Regions from separate parts of the Mus musculus genome. Here regions 1 and 2 are each linked to region 3. A link is a contact called in public HiChIP or PLAC-seq data. All regions are on one chromosome and are shown on one strand. The core of a region is the stretch at or near the end of the contact, and the rest is flanking DNA. Distances in the headings are between cores, read along the strand shown. Region 1 overlaps Taf3 (TATA-box binding protein associated factor 3). Region 2 has its middle 89 kb from the start of Gm13218. Region 3 has its middle 73 kb from the start of 1700061F12Rik.

Region 1 (4,698 bases), core at 1,628-4,127, 900 kb before region 3:
GGTGTACTCATCTATTTGTTTGTTTGTTTGTTTTTTCTATTTTATTGACTGTTTCACACCTAGCACTTATAACACAGTGCTTAATATATACAAAATGTCTTTTGGGCAAGTTACTCTTCTTTAGAGAATGTATTATTTCATGATAATTATTATGCTTAGTGACATAGCATTTCTGGCTTTTAAACTGTATGTTATATATTTTATCTTATGTGTGTGAATGTTTTGTATGCACTCCATGGGTGTGCTTGATAGCCTCCGAGGACAGAAGACGTTGTCAGGTCCCATGGAACTGGAATTACTAATTATGAGCCCCATGTTAGTGCTGGCAACTAAAGCCAGGTCCTCTGCAAGAGCAGCAAGGACTTCTCAGCTCCCAGCACCGCCCCAGCCCCTGGGAGTCTTCCTGTTTTATGTCTTCCAAACCATGGAACAATAAATGTGATTACTCATGGTCACTGTAGAGACTGGACTTCACTCTAACATTTTCTTTAAAGCAATGATTCTTGAAGTTTTAAATGATTTTATAATCTATGATATGTTTAAAAAAACCAAACATGAGTTTACTATCTTTCAAAGTAATTGGTAATTCAGGAACAGGAGACGGCGGTCTAGTCTTCCCATTTCCAGCTCTGTGCTTAGGTGGTGCAGTGAATGCGCACTGTTGCCCTAGGAATTTTAAACGTAGTGGAAAGCACACCGGCTTAATGTCTTGCCAGACAATGTGTGCTGCTCATTCATTCACCATGGTTTTAGCATCATTATTGGATGATGTCATATCTTTTCTAAACTAGAGTTTTAGTCATTGGTATGATTAAAAAGTAAGAGGTACGTAAAATCTACTGAAAAACAGGAAACAGGAGTGGCTGGTCCAATTAGCAACGTTTTAAATATTTGCACATATGTCGTTTAAACAGTGATCAACTCTTATTACATGAATTCTGAATTGTTAGTCTATAACTACTTAACCAATAGAATCACTTTTGTGGCCTGAGACAGTAAGGGCACTGTGAACTGAAAAGCTTCACTACCACTTGGTTTCCTCAGTAAGTGGTAATAGCATCCTCAACAGGAACATTTAGGTGTTGGGGAGCAAAATGAGATCTTCCATAACAAACATAAGGGTTTAGGCTGAGATTGCTGTCAGTCATAGATTCTGGGAGTCTTTGAACTATGCATATTTATTAAGCCTTAGTTTAAGAAAATCTATGTTTAGTGAGCTTTATTTAAGAAGTTCTACTTTAGAACTGTTTTAGAATTCTTTACAGTAGCAAACATAGAAGCCATATAACTCTCAAGATTCCACCCTTTAGAAAGGATTTTTTCCTTTGTTGAGGACCCAGGTTTTATGTACCAGGTAGACAATGCCAGATTCAGTGTTTGTTCATCGAGATAGATAGGGTCTCTCTATGACACCCTGGCTGTCCTGGAGCTCTCTGGGCAGACCAAGCTGGCCTCAAACACACAGAGATCCTCCTGCCTTTGCCTCTGCTGGGATTAGAGGCCTGTGCCACTATGCCTGGCAGATTTAGTATTTTAAATGTGCAGGGTCATACACACACACACACACACACACACACACACACACACACACACACACGCACACAGTCTGTCTTGAAACCAGCCTTACAGCTTTAGGGCCAAGGCCAAGGCTCTCCTGTGGGTTACATTGCTCCCAAGTCATAACCACTGCTGCCCTCCAAAAGTAACAGAGTAGCTACACTTGCTGTTTAAAGCTTTATGTGCTCTTACATAAAGTGGTTTTTGTTGCCTGTCCCAATAGTTCTTAAGTGTGTAGCTCTCATATTGCTTAGTGTGGAGGTTAGCAGAATGGTCAGTCTTGTGCATTCTGAACTAGTAAGCTCAAACATCCTTAATGGGAATAAAGCCTGCCAGCCTTTGTCTATGTGGGTCTCAGCTGCAGGCCCTTTAGCAGCAGGAGCCTTGTCATATTTGGTCTGTGTTCCCAGACAGCACCATGGACATGGGCTTCTTGCTATGTCAGGATGCTGCAGGCTAACTGTGTGTGCTCCTGACTTAGATCTACAGTTGTCCACTTCTCAGAACAGTCTTGGCTTTTATAAAGCTTCTATGGGGAGAGATGTCTGTGTTGGGGGTTATTCTTTTCCTTTACCACCTCATAGACACCCCAGTACTGCCTATAAAGATCCACTGTTTCTGTAAGAAGTCAGGTGTCTTTGGAGTGATATGTCATGGGTCTAAATATTGATATTGTTTTGTGAGATGGGTATCTTTCTTTTTTAATTTCAAGACTGTATTTGGTTTTCAGCAGTTCAACTGTGGTTTCATCCTTTTATGCTTGAGAAGTGTACTTTTTCTTCTCTAGTCTGTCATCTTTGTGAGACCTCAGCTAAACATATGTTAAACTTCACTTTTTAAGATTTATTTTTAACTATGTATATGTGTCTGTGCAGCCATATGTGCACATGAGTGCAGGTGCCTGTGCAGGCCAACGGCTTCAGATCTCCTGAACCTGGAGTCATGGACAGTTGTGAGGCACACGATGTGGTTTCTAGAACCAAACCCAGCTTCTCTGCAAGAGCAGTACACACTCTTACCTGTTGAAGCGCCTCGGCAGCCCCAGGGTTAGACTCGTGCTTTGTTTGCTTTGAGACAGCGAGAACCTGAGACAGGAGAACCTCTTTTGGTTGTCTGAGTTGGACTCTGACTGCCTTTTTTCTTTGGCAGGCTTTGTTAGCATTTCTCCCTATAACTACTAAGTCCTAGTTATGCTCCTGGCATTAATGTTAGTCTATAGAAGAGTCTGAGTTTTGTTGCACTTTACTGATGAGTGTTGATTTTGCTTCTGTTGGTTGCTTATGGCAGCAGGAAGTTAGTTTGGCTGAACTCAGACTGGCAGCTGTGCGTCCCAGGCTGAGCAGCAGCTGAAGTCTGTTGCTTCGGCGTCACTGTGGGTGCTCCTCTTACTACTTCTGAGGTAGGTTATCATAATGTAGTGCAGACTGGCCTTCTGGCCATGGTTGTCAGATCTCAGCTCCTGGACTTTGGGGTTGCAGGTGTGTCACACCTGGCGCTTGCTTGGGATCCTGCCTTTTTAGCCTTGATTGACATATACCTGGTATGGAATAAATCCCATGTGTTTCAAGTCTGCATTTTGATAAGTTTTGAGATGTGTCAGTACTTCTGAAACCATTTTCACAGACAAATGAGAAAATATCCACCTCCCCAGGAGTCTCATCTCCCCTCTCCCCAGTTCTGTCTCCAGATAATCGCTGGCCTGTTTCCATCATAGAAAATGTCTTTTGTTTCTTCCCACTCACTCAATTATATTGAGATTCATCCATATCATTGCTAATTTCTATACTCCGGCCTTTATTGAGGAGTAGCAATTATATATATATATATATATATATATATATATATATACACACATACATATACACACACCATAGCTTATTTACCCACTCACCTGTTAATGGACATTCCAGTTGTCTCTTGTTTTACAGTTTCTGATAAAGTTACAGTGAGCATTTGTGCTTTCATTTATCTCAGATAAATACCCAGGGAAGGCTGAGAGAGATAAACTTTTTAATCTCTGATCTTGGGATCAGATATTGTCTATGAAAATGCAGAGAGCTCTGCAGGCCCACTTCTTAGCTTACGAGTAGGCCAGCTCTTTAGGCTCATTGTAGCTTTGCCATGAGGCCCTTGTCTTTCCACATCAGTCTTTGGTCAGGCTCCTGACTTGTGCAGAAAAGACTGTAGGGAGTTTGGGGACTGCATAGAGTCTCTAGGTCACTTTGGAGGAATTCCTGTTGTGGCACTGTTGAACCTTCCAGTTCATGAGCATGATTTAGTTCTTCCTTCCTAACTCACTTGGTTTTCCTTAGCATTGTGCAGTAGTTTTCAGTGTGCCTCTTATGCATAATTTATTAACTTACCCATACATATTTTATATTTAATGCTACATGACCTGGGTTTTATTTAATTATGTACTTGGCTTAAGAGCCAATTTAAGTTCAAAAAGCAAAATTGATCTGAACATACAGAAAGTTTGGCATGCCCACTGTATCTCCATCCACAGCCCCTGCCACGGACACACTAACTGAGGGTGTACTGAGGAGCACACTGTCAGCTTGCTATTGCTCCAGCTCTGCTCTTTACTTAGGGCTCACCCTTGCTCTGCAGGTTTTCTATTTTGACAAAACATAATACCACCATAATTGTTTAAATCAGAATTTATATGTAGAGGCCAGGATGCCCCACTCCTGGTCCACTCTCTCCCACTCCCCGTCTATCTCCTTTGTAGAGTTTGGTTGTCAGTCTCAGGCTCCATCCTGAGTCCACAGGAGAGTAGCAGTGCAGGTTTTTCTTTATGTCCAGGGACTTCACAAAGCCCAGGTCAGAGTCTGCCCTTAGACGGAAGGCCCAAAAGATGAGCTTCTCCTCAGTGCTGACCTCTCTTCTCAACTGTAACTGTCTTTCAAGTCTGCTTGCTCTTCCTTGCTTTCTAGAACCTTCACATACTTGTTTTCATTGTTTTATCCAAAGTTCCTATCTATTACCCAAGGAAGGCTCTCTCTGATATTAAATTTACACTTTGTAGAAACTAGACTCTGACAAGTTTTCAGACTTGTGTTTCAGGACCCTACCTACTCTGGTCCTGGGCCACTGATGGCCACTGGTTTAAGCCTTGTTTCTAAGCCTGTTCCCCTGGCA
Region 2 (4,514 bases), core at 1,259-3,758, 560 kb before region 3:
GTCACCACACCAGATCTCATTCCTACTCCTATTAGTTTTTAATGTGGGTTTCGGGGCTTGAACGCAGGTCTTCTGACTGGGCTGTCTCTCTAGTTTTAGACTGACATGTTTTCTGGGGAGATCTTTAGTGGGTGAAATATAGGTTGGTGATGCAGGGGGCTTTCCTATGAGGTCAGAGACAAGCATGTCCCCAGGATGGGCCTCAAGGAGCATATCTCCCAATGGTGTCTCTCCCTTTGCTTTCTCCACTGTTTCCTCCAGCAAATTCACAGTCTAGACTCAGCCCACTCAGAGGGCTTTATTGCTCAGTTTAAGGTAAATTCCTGTCCAAGGCTGGTTTCTGTGGTGTGCATGGGGGACCACAGGCATTTCTGTAGCTTGATCTTTGGGGAGTCGGGTTAAATACCACTTCAAGTATTCTGAATTGCTCCACCCTGAGCAATATAGTCTCTTTTGTTCTTTATCCCTTATTTCTGGCCCAGAAAAGCAATAAAGCACATATGTTTTTAGTTCCTGGTGCTGAGATCTTACAGTATTTAGAGTAGACATCTGATGTTTTCTGCTGAATGCTCTAATGCCTACACAATGAGAGTCATTGTGCGCCATTTGTTCAAGGATAACTTACCTTGTCAATGCGTTCCTTGGGGGAAAAGGATGTCACAGAATTCTGGACTTGGGAAGTGAACATCCCAGGTGACTTGTTCTTTACCTAATATGGAATGAGAGACAGTGAGTTCAAGAGAGCAGATTTCTCAGCAGGAAGCAATTCAGAAGACTAGAAGTGACACCAAACCTGATTTCCCAAAGTATCTGGCAGATAGGCAAACCATCACTGGCACCAAGCTCTCCCAAGTTTCCTCATATTTCCTGTTACCCCTCTGCCTCCTCTTGTCTTACCAAATTCTACATAACCAAGGGCCTGTTGCCTTTGTCTGTCTTTCTCTTTCTTTCTTTCTTTCTTTCTTTCTTTCTTTCTTTCTTTCTTTCTTTCTTTCTTTCTTTCTTTCTTTCTTTCTCTCCCTCTCTTCCTCTTTCTTTGTTTTGTTTTCTTTCTTTCTCTCTCTTTCCTTCTTTCTTTCTTTCTCTCCCTCTTTCTTTGTTTTGCTTTCTCTCTCTCTCTTTCTTTCTCTCTCTCTCTCTTTCTTTCTTTCTTCTGTTTTCTTTCTTTCTCTCTCTTTCTTCCTTTCTTTCCCTCCCTCCCTCCCTCCCTCCCTCCCTCCCTCCCTCCCTCCCTCCCTTCCTTCCTTCCTTTCTGGAGTCTTGTAAACTAGTATTGTATTCTTTTGTCTGACTTTGTTCAGGTTTAGTGTTTTTTGCACTCTATCTGGGTGGCGCAACCAACTCTTTGCTGTTTAGAAATGATCCATTGCACAGGCATACCACTACCTTTTCATCTGTCCACTTTTGCATGGACGCCTGAGGACATCCCAGATATTAGCTGTTATGAATATACTGAACGTGAACATCCATGCCCACATCATCATTCAGGTACTTTCATCTGAGTAAATGCTCCTTTTATTTTGTACTACTCTGCATTTAGGAAGGGTTTCTTAGTTTTTTTAGAGTGGGGGCAAAGAGGGGGAAGCATCCGACAATCTAGCTTGCTGACTGTCCACAGGGTAATGAAATTATGGCTTGGATTGAATGCAAACCCACTATCAGGATCTGTGATATCTGTTTCCAGCAACTCGGCTACTCCTCAGCCTTCCCGTTGGCTTCTCTTTAGGAGGTATGCATGGCAGTCATTTCTGCCAGGAGGAATAGTCACGGTATGCAGTGAATGCCCCTAAAACTTCTCTGAAGTAAACCATCACTCTCCAGGAGAAGATTTTATTGGAAAAGGAGCCAATTGCTGCCTCATTCAGGACTGGGACTTTGACGTGGTTGGAGTTTTCAGGCCCAGGCCAATTGTTTAACATCCCCAATTCCACAAAGAACATTAGAATTTTGACAGCAGAAAAAAGTAGAAAAGGCAGGTTGTAATTCAACTGAAAATATATTTTCCCTGGGTGACAGAGTATGGAGTTCTTCATTTTCTCACGTGAACAGATAGTTGTGACACTTAGCTTTGCACTCGGTGCTGTATAAATCAGCTCTTAAGAAGCAACAATACCCTTGCTATTGCTCATTTCTCTCTCTGAGCTCTGCTGAGATACACAGCTCTGCTCAGACAACCCTGCTGGGGCACTGCTGCAGGACTGACTCTGGGTGCCCAATGAGAACTCTCCCGTCACCTTCTACATGGTGGATGAGGTTGCAGGAGACACACCAGGTCATCTTGGGAGCCCAGCTTGGACCTGACAAAGGCTCTCTAAGTACTTACAAGAGACTACTGCTCCTCCGTCCTGGACAGGAAGCACAGAAGACGAAGTCAGCTGATGCCCTGTGCTTTTCAAGGAAAGGAAGAAAGGAGTTGAGTTCTTCTGCCAACCCGGAAGCAGCGTTTTGACTGAGCTCTTGATTCTGAGGGGGCACAGGAAGCGGATTTTAGATAAAGAAGAAACGTTTCTCCAGGCTTGCAGGCAGGAAATGGGTTTTGGTCCTGGGATTCCTCTTTTGAGCATGTGGGTGTCATGACTTCCTCTCTCTCTCTCTCTCTCTCTCTCTCTCTCTCTCTCTCTCTGTCTGTCTCTCTCTCTGTCTCTCTGTCTCTCTCTCAAGTTTTAACATTGAGAAAACAGATCTACTATTGCCCTGTTTTAGATTTGTTTTGGGGAGATTCCAATATAGGAATCAAAATTAGACTTGGTTTGTTGGGTCTTGGGAAGCATAGTCCTGACGCCACGGTTTCTGTTTACACAATGCAGAATGCTTTTTCCCAGGAGGAGATTGACACTGTCAGGCTGCCCAATTTACAGGTCAGGTCTCACCAGCTGCTAAAATAAACATTATGGTTTGACAGGCGTGGCATTTTTTTTTTTTTGGTTTAAATAATATTTCCATAAAGAAAGGGAAAAGGGATAGAGACCAAACCACCATACTTTATCAGTAGTATTATATAATTTTTTCTCTTTTTAATTTTATAAAAATCACTGGGTTATGTGCTTTTTCCAGCTTTTGATTTCTCTGTTTTGTAAAGGGCAAAATAATTCCACCTAATTATTATTATCATTACTATTTTATTTTGTTATTTGTCTATATGCGTGTGTATACAGTGTGGTGTGTGCATGCACAGAATGGCTGGCCATCAGAGGACAGTCTTGAATATGGGCGCGTAGGTATCTGAACTTTTCTTTGGGGAGGGTTTTTCATTGACCTAGAACTTCACCACATAGGCTAGGCTAGCTGGCCTGGAAACTTCCAGAGATCCTCTTGTTTCTGTCTTTCTTCTCACCATTTTTTTGGGGGGGGGTGTAGGTATGCACCAGCTTTTTCTTTTCTTTTCTTTTTTAATATTTTATTTTATTTTATTTTTATTAGGTGTTTTCTTCATTTACGTTTCCAGTGCTATCCCCAAAGTCCCCCATACCCTCCCCCACCCACTCCCCTACCCACCCACTCCCACTTCTTGGTCTGGGCATTCTCCTATACTGAGGCATATAAAGTTTGCATGACCAATGGGCCTCTTTCCACTGATGGCCGACTAGGCCATCTTCTGATATATATGCAGCTAGAGACACAAGCTCCGGGGGGTACTGGGTAGTTCATATTGTTGTTCCACCTATAGGGTTGCAGATCACTTTAGCTCCTTGGGTACTTTCTCTAGCTCCTCCCTTGGGGGCCCTGTGATCCATCCAATAGCTAACTGTGAGCATCCACTTATGTGTTTGCTAGGCCACGGCATATCCTCAAAAGAGACAGCTATATCAGGGTCCTTTCAGCAAAATCTTGCTAGTGTATGTAGTGGTGTCAGCGTTTGGAGGCTGATTATGGGATGGATCTCCGGATATGGCAGTCTCTAGATGGTCCATCTTTTCATCTCAGCTCCAAACTTTGTCTCTGTAACTCCTTCTATGGGTGTTTTGTCCACACTTTGGTCTTCGTTCTTTAGTTTCATGAGTTTCACAAATTGTATCTTATATCTTGGGTATTCTAAGTATCTGGGCTAATATCCACTTATCAGTGAGTACATATTGTGTGAGTTCTTTTGTGATTGGGTTACCTCACTCAGGATGATGCCCTCAAGGTCCATCCATTTGCCTAGGAATTTCATAAATTCATTCTTTTTAATAGCTGAGTAGTACTCCATTGTGTAAATGTACCATATTTTCTGTATCCATTCTTCTGTTGAGGGGCATCTGGGTTCTTTCCAGCTTCTGTCTATTATAAATAAGGCTGCTATGAACATAGTGGAGCATGTGTCTGTCTTACCAGTTGGAACATCTTCTGGATATATGCCCAGAAGAGGTATTGAGGGATCCTCCGGTAGTATTATGTCCAATTTTCTGAGGAACCACCAGACTGATTTCCAGAGTGGTTGTAGAAGCTTGCAATCCCACCAACAATGGAGGAGTGTTCCTCTTTCTCCACATCCTAGCCAGCACCTGCTGTCACCTGAGTTTTTGATCTTAGCC
Region 3 (4,564 bases), core at 865-3,364:
CACAAATCTTTCTAGGAGACCCATGCCCAACACAAAACGGACCCCCAATAGATTCCTGGATTATGTCTACATTGTTATTGCTCAGCGTGCCATTTAAGGTGGGAAACAACATAGACCTGTGCTGTCGCCACAACATTGGAAAAGATCGTATTGATCTAAAGATTTGGGGACAAAGGAGTTTTCTGGATTATATCCTTGATTTATTGTCTTTGCCAGATTAATTCTTCTTTGTCCAGAGCACCACCGGAACACGGGATGGATGAGTCACCTGTATTTACATATGCCTCTCCTCACTTCAATCAATGCTCCTCCATACCATAGCAAGAACTCACAGTCAGGCGAGAAAAATTGAGTAAAATAGCCACTGGCAGGACTGGTGAGATGACCAGAAGAGTCCCTTCCCTAGATCCTCTGTTTAAAAAAGAAAAGCCAGGTAAGGAAACCGGTGATCATGACTCCAGTGCTGACCCTGTCTGCAATAAGATGTAAACAAATAAACAAACAAACAAATGGAAAGAAAGAAGAAATAGAACAGGGTTGTTACCCTTGAGGCAGAATACTGAAGTTGTCCTATGGCCCACTACCACGTACACAGATGTTCATAAATATGGGCATGCATGTGTGTAAACACACACACACACACACACACACACACACACACACACACACACACACACGACCAGCATCAAGGAATGATGTTTTTCCCCTCACGTATTTTCCTTAGCTGGAGCATCTGGGACATCCTAGAGGTGATGACATTTCGAAAAGCAAGGGAACAACTAATCCCCCCCCCCTCCTGTTGACCCTCTCAAGTGTTAGTTTGCACACGTGATCAATTGCTTACAAGTCCCTCATAGCTATAACCTAATCTAGAATTTAGGTATCAATTTAGGCTTATAGATATCAAAGTACAAGATAAATCTCTTCTAACACTACTTAAATCAGAGATCACTTAAGGTAGAGTTCAACATAAGGGCCTAATGCAGTGAATTGTCTCATGGGCCACCATGTGTATAGTAGAGTGTATACATTCAAGACGTCCATAAAAAGCAGTCTGTCTAGGTTGTTTCCTAGTGCAGATAGGAAAAGAAGGAAGGTTCTTCCTAATAAGTGAGTCTCTGGACTGGTAAGCCAGGGAACTGATGGATTAGATCATTAGGTAAAATGCCTCTATAAGTAAGATTTGCCAAGTTTCTAATGTTACTAATCTTTAGAGCACCGTAAAACTTGCAGTGGATTTACACGGAGCAATTATTTTGAGTACAGGGAAGAAAACCTCATTACTCAGAGTTATTACTAATAATCACCATCATTACTGGCAAGAGGGCAGTAATATGGCGAGTTATACTAGGTTAGTACCAGAGAGAGAAAACAGAAAAACCCTCCCCTGAGGGCCTGTAGTCAGTGAGCAATTTGCATAGACAGCTTGCAATAATGAGCTGTCTGTTAGAAGGTCCGGGGCTCCTGTGTTACTACTCTTCAAAGGGGAGAATTCCCTGTGAATTTAACTGTTGCTCCTTGAACAACCTCTGAAGTGTGGATGCAGTCGCTGCCTTTATTGTTAAGGTTGCTTAACTTCAATGCAAGTTCATCCTCAGATCAGTATGGAAATATTTTACAGTATATTTAATGGAAACACATTGCTGAAAGAGAAATGTAACACATGAGTTGGCTTTGCTTATAAACATACAAACCTCATCGTTTTCCAGACAACTGCATACTAGGCAAATCTTAATGTGAATAGATGCACAAATAAGAACTTCTTTCTGAGAACAACCTGTCTAAAGAAAGGTTGTACTCACATTTAAAAAAAAAAAAGATTTTCCCTGTGATTTGATAGCATTATCTAATGTGAAAGAAATGGACTTGTATTGCACACTGTCAATAGATGATACAGTCTATTCAAACGGCAATGAAAGTATATTTTTCTGTGGAAACAGTTTTGCCACTGATTAAGGTTTGATAGAGTCATTTATCATGGTGGTGGGGAGTTCTAGTTTTCTTGAATAAACTGAAATTTTAACCTCAAAGGATTTTACACACGGTCAGAGAGTAATGGCTCCCATGTAAGGAGACTACAGTTTTGACATGGTAGTGTGTGCATGGTTATTTGAAAGAAAAGTAATGTACTCAATGCAAAGATGCTGAACTGTGATTAAAACCACCAAAGGCAAGCAGGTTCTCTGCACATGATAAACATCTTTGTAAGCATCCTAAGAGAACAAATGTCTACGTCAGAAAGATGGCTTTGATAACATACAAACATGAGCTAAAACCAATTTGTGGGTTAATTTCAAAGAATTGTGCTGTAAACTGAAAGAATTATCTAAAATCTCTTACTTCTTTGTTAGTACGTTTAGAAATACTGATGGCAATACAGTTGCTCCATAAAAAATGTATGTAAGTAAGGTTTTTGGCATTGTATATATGTACATATGTATATATGTATGTATGTGGATATATGTGCATGTTATTCATGGATATTTGGATTCTCTCCTGTTGAGACTGGCATTTATAGACAGATAATCAGATATTTAGAGCAATAAAGAAATGTGTATTATATAAAATCCATACTTCTAGAAAGACTTTCAAAAATCAAGTTTAATAGTATAAACTATGAGATGAGAAATTTTCATTACATTTTCCTTCACAGATATAATATCGACAGATAAACACCTACTGTGTCTCTTTTCTTTTGGATTTTCATTGTTGATAGTAAACATCGATTAATGATATTATCACTGGTAATGATATTAGTAATCTACTCCCCTGTGTTTATAATACTGTTGGTACTATGATGTCTATGGACCTTCCATTATTTGCATTGTTTTAGAATATTCATGTAGATTTCTCTGTTAAAATATATTAGCATAGCTTAGTATCTTTTAGAGAGGTAATGGTTGCCTTCCTGTTTTATAGTTTTTATGAAGCAAAGCATTCATTTAATTTCCGTTAGATACTGCTTAAGACACTGTTCTCATAAGTGTATTTAAAAAGTAAGTTGATACTACACACGTGTAAGTACTGGACAGATAAGAAACACAACCATTCCCTGACATCACTGGTCTCTAGCAAGAACTTTCTTAAGTAAGATCACCTCCCAGGAAGGAGGGGAGAAAATATTTGCAAGAATGCCATGCTGGACTTGGCTATAGGTAGGCCTTAGAAACACCTCCAGCTTGTTCCTGGGAACTTGCTGTCTGATCAGTAACTTCTTAGTAAACTCCATCAAAATAGGAACGTGGACTGTTTGGATCAACTTTAGTTCTCTACTCTTCCTTTTTCTATTAATGTGATGATTTCAAGATATTAAAAGTCAGAGAATCAGTCCAAGACTTCTAATGCCTTGTAAAAAAAAAAAAAAAAAAAAAAAAAAGCAAAAATAAAGTGACATCCAGCCTTATGCTTTATCCAGTCATGTTTCATTTCTTAGAAATATCTAGCTTCTAGTTCTTCTAAAAATTAAATGAAATATTATTTATAGTTTGTGTGTGTGTGTGTGTGTAACAGAGAGAGAGAGAGACAGAGAGAGAGAGAGACAGAGACAGAGAGACAGAGACAGAGAGACAGAGACAGAGAGAGAGACAGAGAGAGAGACAGAGAGAGAGACAGAGAGAGAGACAGAGAGAGAGACAGAGAGAGAGAGACAGAGAGAGAGAGAGAGACAGAGAGAGAGGGAGAGAGAGACAGAGAGAGACACAGAGAGAGAGAGGTTAGGAAGAACTTAATTCCTGAGTTTGGGCAGTTCATACAGGGCACATTATCTAAACTGTAACGCATGAAATTTGGCAATGTTGGTCTATAATAACTAAATACATAAATTGTGTTAAACTAGATTCAATGTTATTGGATCCTAGTGTTCATGTAGTGTACCCATAAGCTAAGAAACTTTAGAAGAAAAAAATCTGAAAATGTGAGAATTATATCTGTTATCATTTTTTTAAGTAGGTGGGAGGTATTAGCTCTTTGATTGGCAGGTTGTCTTGGTCCACTATGTAGAATGCAGATATTATTTTATAGCAGAGACAGAGGAGTCCTGAGATAGGAACGAGTGAAATGACATGCATAAAAATCAATTTTCTACTATTATTAGTTTTTATGGAAACGATGTCATAGAGTTTGAACTATAAGCGATGTACACAATTGTGGTAATTGACATTTCTTCAGTTGCTATGCATCCCCATAGTCACTACTTTTTTTCAGCGTCAGTGAACAGTTTGGACTTGACTGGGATTAGTTACGTATGTACAAAAGATAAGAACTTGAATTCTTTTCCCTTTCTCCCTGTTGCACTGGGGTTTAACTCAGATAATCGTGTTTAGAAAGCTTGTGATTTTGCCACTGGCTATTGCCATGGACTACTACAAAATTGAAAATCTGTAGGGAAAAGTATGTCAGATGTGGATAGCCATGCTTGCACATAATAAACAAAATGTCTAAGTCCAGTTGGAATTCTATTTTCTTGAGGCTGTGTTGCTCAAAGTAGGTTTCTAGAATGTACAAAAAATATGTTTTTAACAAAGTACACAGACAACTTGATAATTGTAAAGTTAAACGTTGTAAT

The links. HiChIP or PLAC-seq counts read pairs in DNA pulled down with a chosen protein or histone mark.
Region 1: a contact with region 3 is called in an H3K27ac HiChIP or PLAC-seq map of T-cell acute lymphoblastic leukemia, with 5 times the contacts expected there. The contact joins two enhancer-like sites. A contact is called at or near these places in 1 of 484 Hi-C or Micro-C datasets (Th2 cells) and 2 of 115 datasets of contacts at active chromatin or transcription factors (T-cell acute lymphoblastic leukemia and astrocytes).
Region 2: a contact with region 3 is called in an H3K27ac HiChIP or PLAC-seq map of thymic regulatory T cells, with 3 times the contacts expected there. The contact joins two enhancer-like sites. A contact is called at or near these places in 2 of 115 datasets of contacts at active chromatin or transcription factors (regulatory T cell precursor and thymic regulatory T cells).

Annotation. Positions count from the first base shown.
Region 1 is chr2:10,013,335-10,018,032 of GRCm38.p6, reverse strand. All of the region lies in intron 2 of Taf3 (TATA-box binding protein associated factor 3), which reads left to right. Among named protein-coding and RNA genes, the nearest start is that of Taf3, 33 kb to the left of the region's middle. Within about 2 kb of position 2,877, at least 28 of the 459 cell types and tissues checked have an H3K27ac peak or open chromatin away from gene starts, as enhancers often do. A contact at or near this core is called in T-cell acute lymphoblastic leukemia and Th2 cells, where this site is marked.
Region 2 is chr2:9,679,750-9,684,263 of GRCm38.p6, reverse strand. No RefSeq gene overlaps it. Among named protein-coding and RNA genes, the nearest start is that of Gm13218, 89 kb to the right of the region's middle. Within about 2 kb of position 2,508, at least 47 of the 459 cell types and tissues checked have an H3K27ac peak or open chromatin away from gene starts, as enhancers often do. A contact at or near this core is called in regulatory T cell precursor and thymic regulatory T cells, where this site is marked.
Region 3 is chr2:9,114,546-9,119,109 of GRCm38.p6, reverse strand. No RefSeq gene overlaps it. Among named protein-coding and RNA genes, the nearest start is that of 1700061F12Rik, 73 kb to the left of the region's middle. Within about 2 kb of position 2,114, at least 7 of the 459 cell types and tissues checked have an H3K27ac peak or open chromatin away from gene starts, as enhancers often do. A contact at or near this core is called in T-cell acute lymphoblastic leukemia, Th2 cells, regulatory T cell precursor and 1 more, where this site is marked.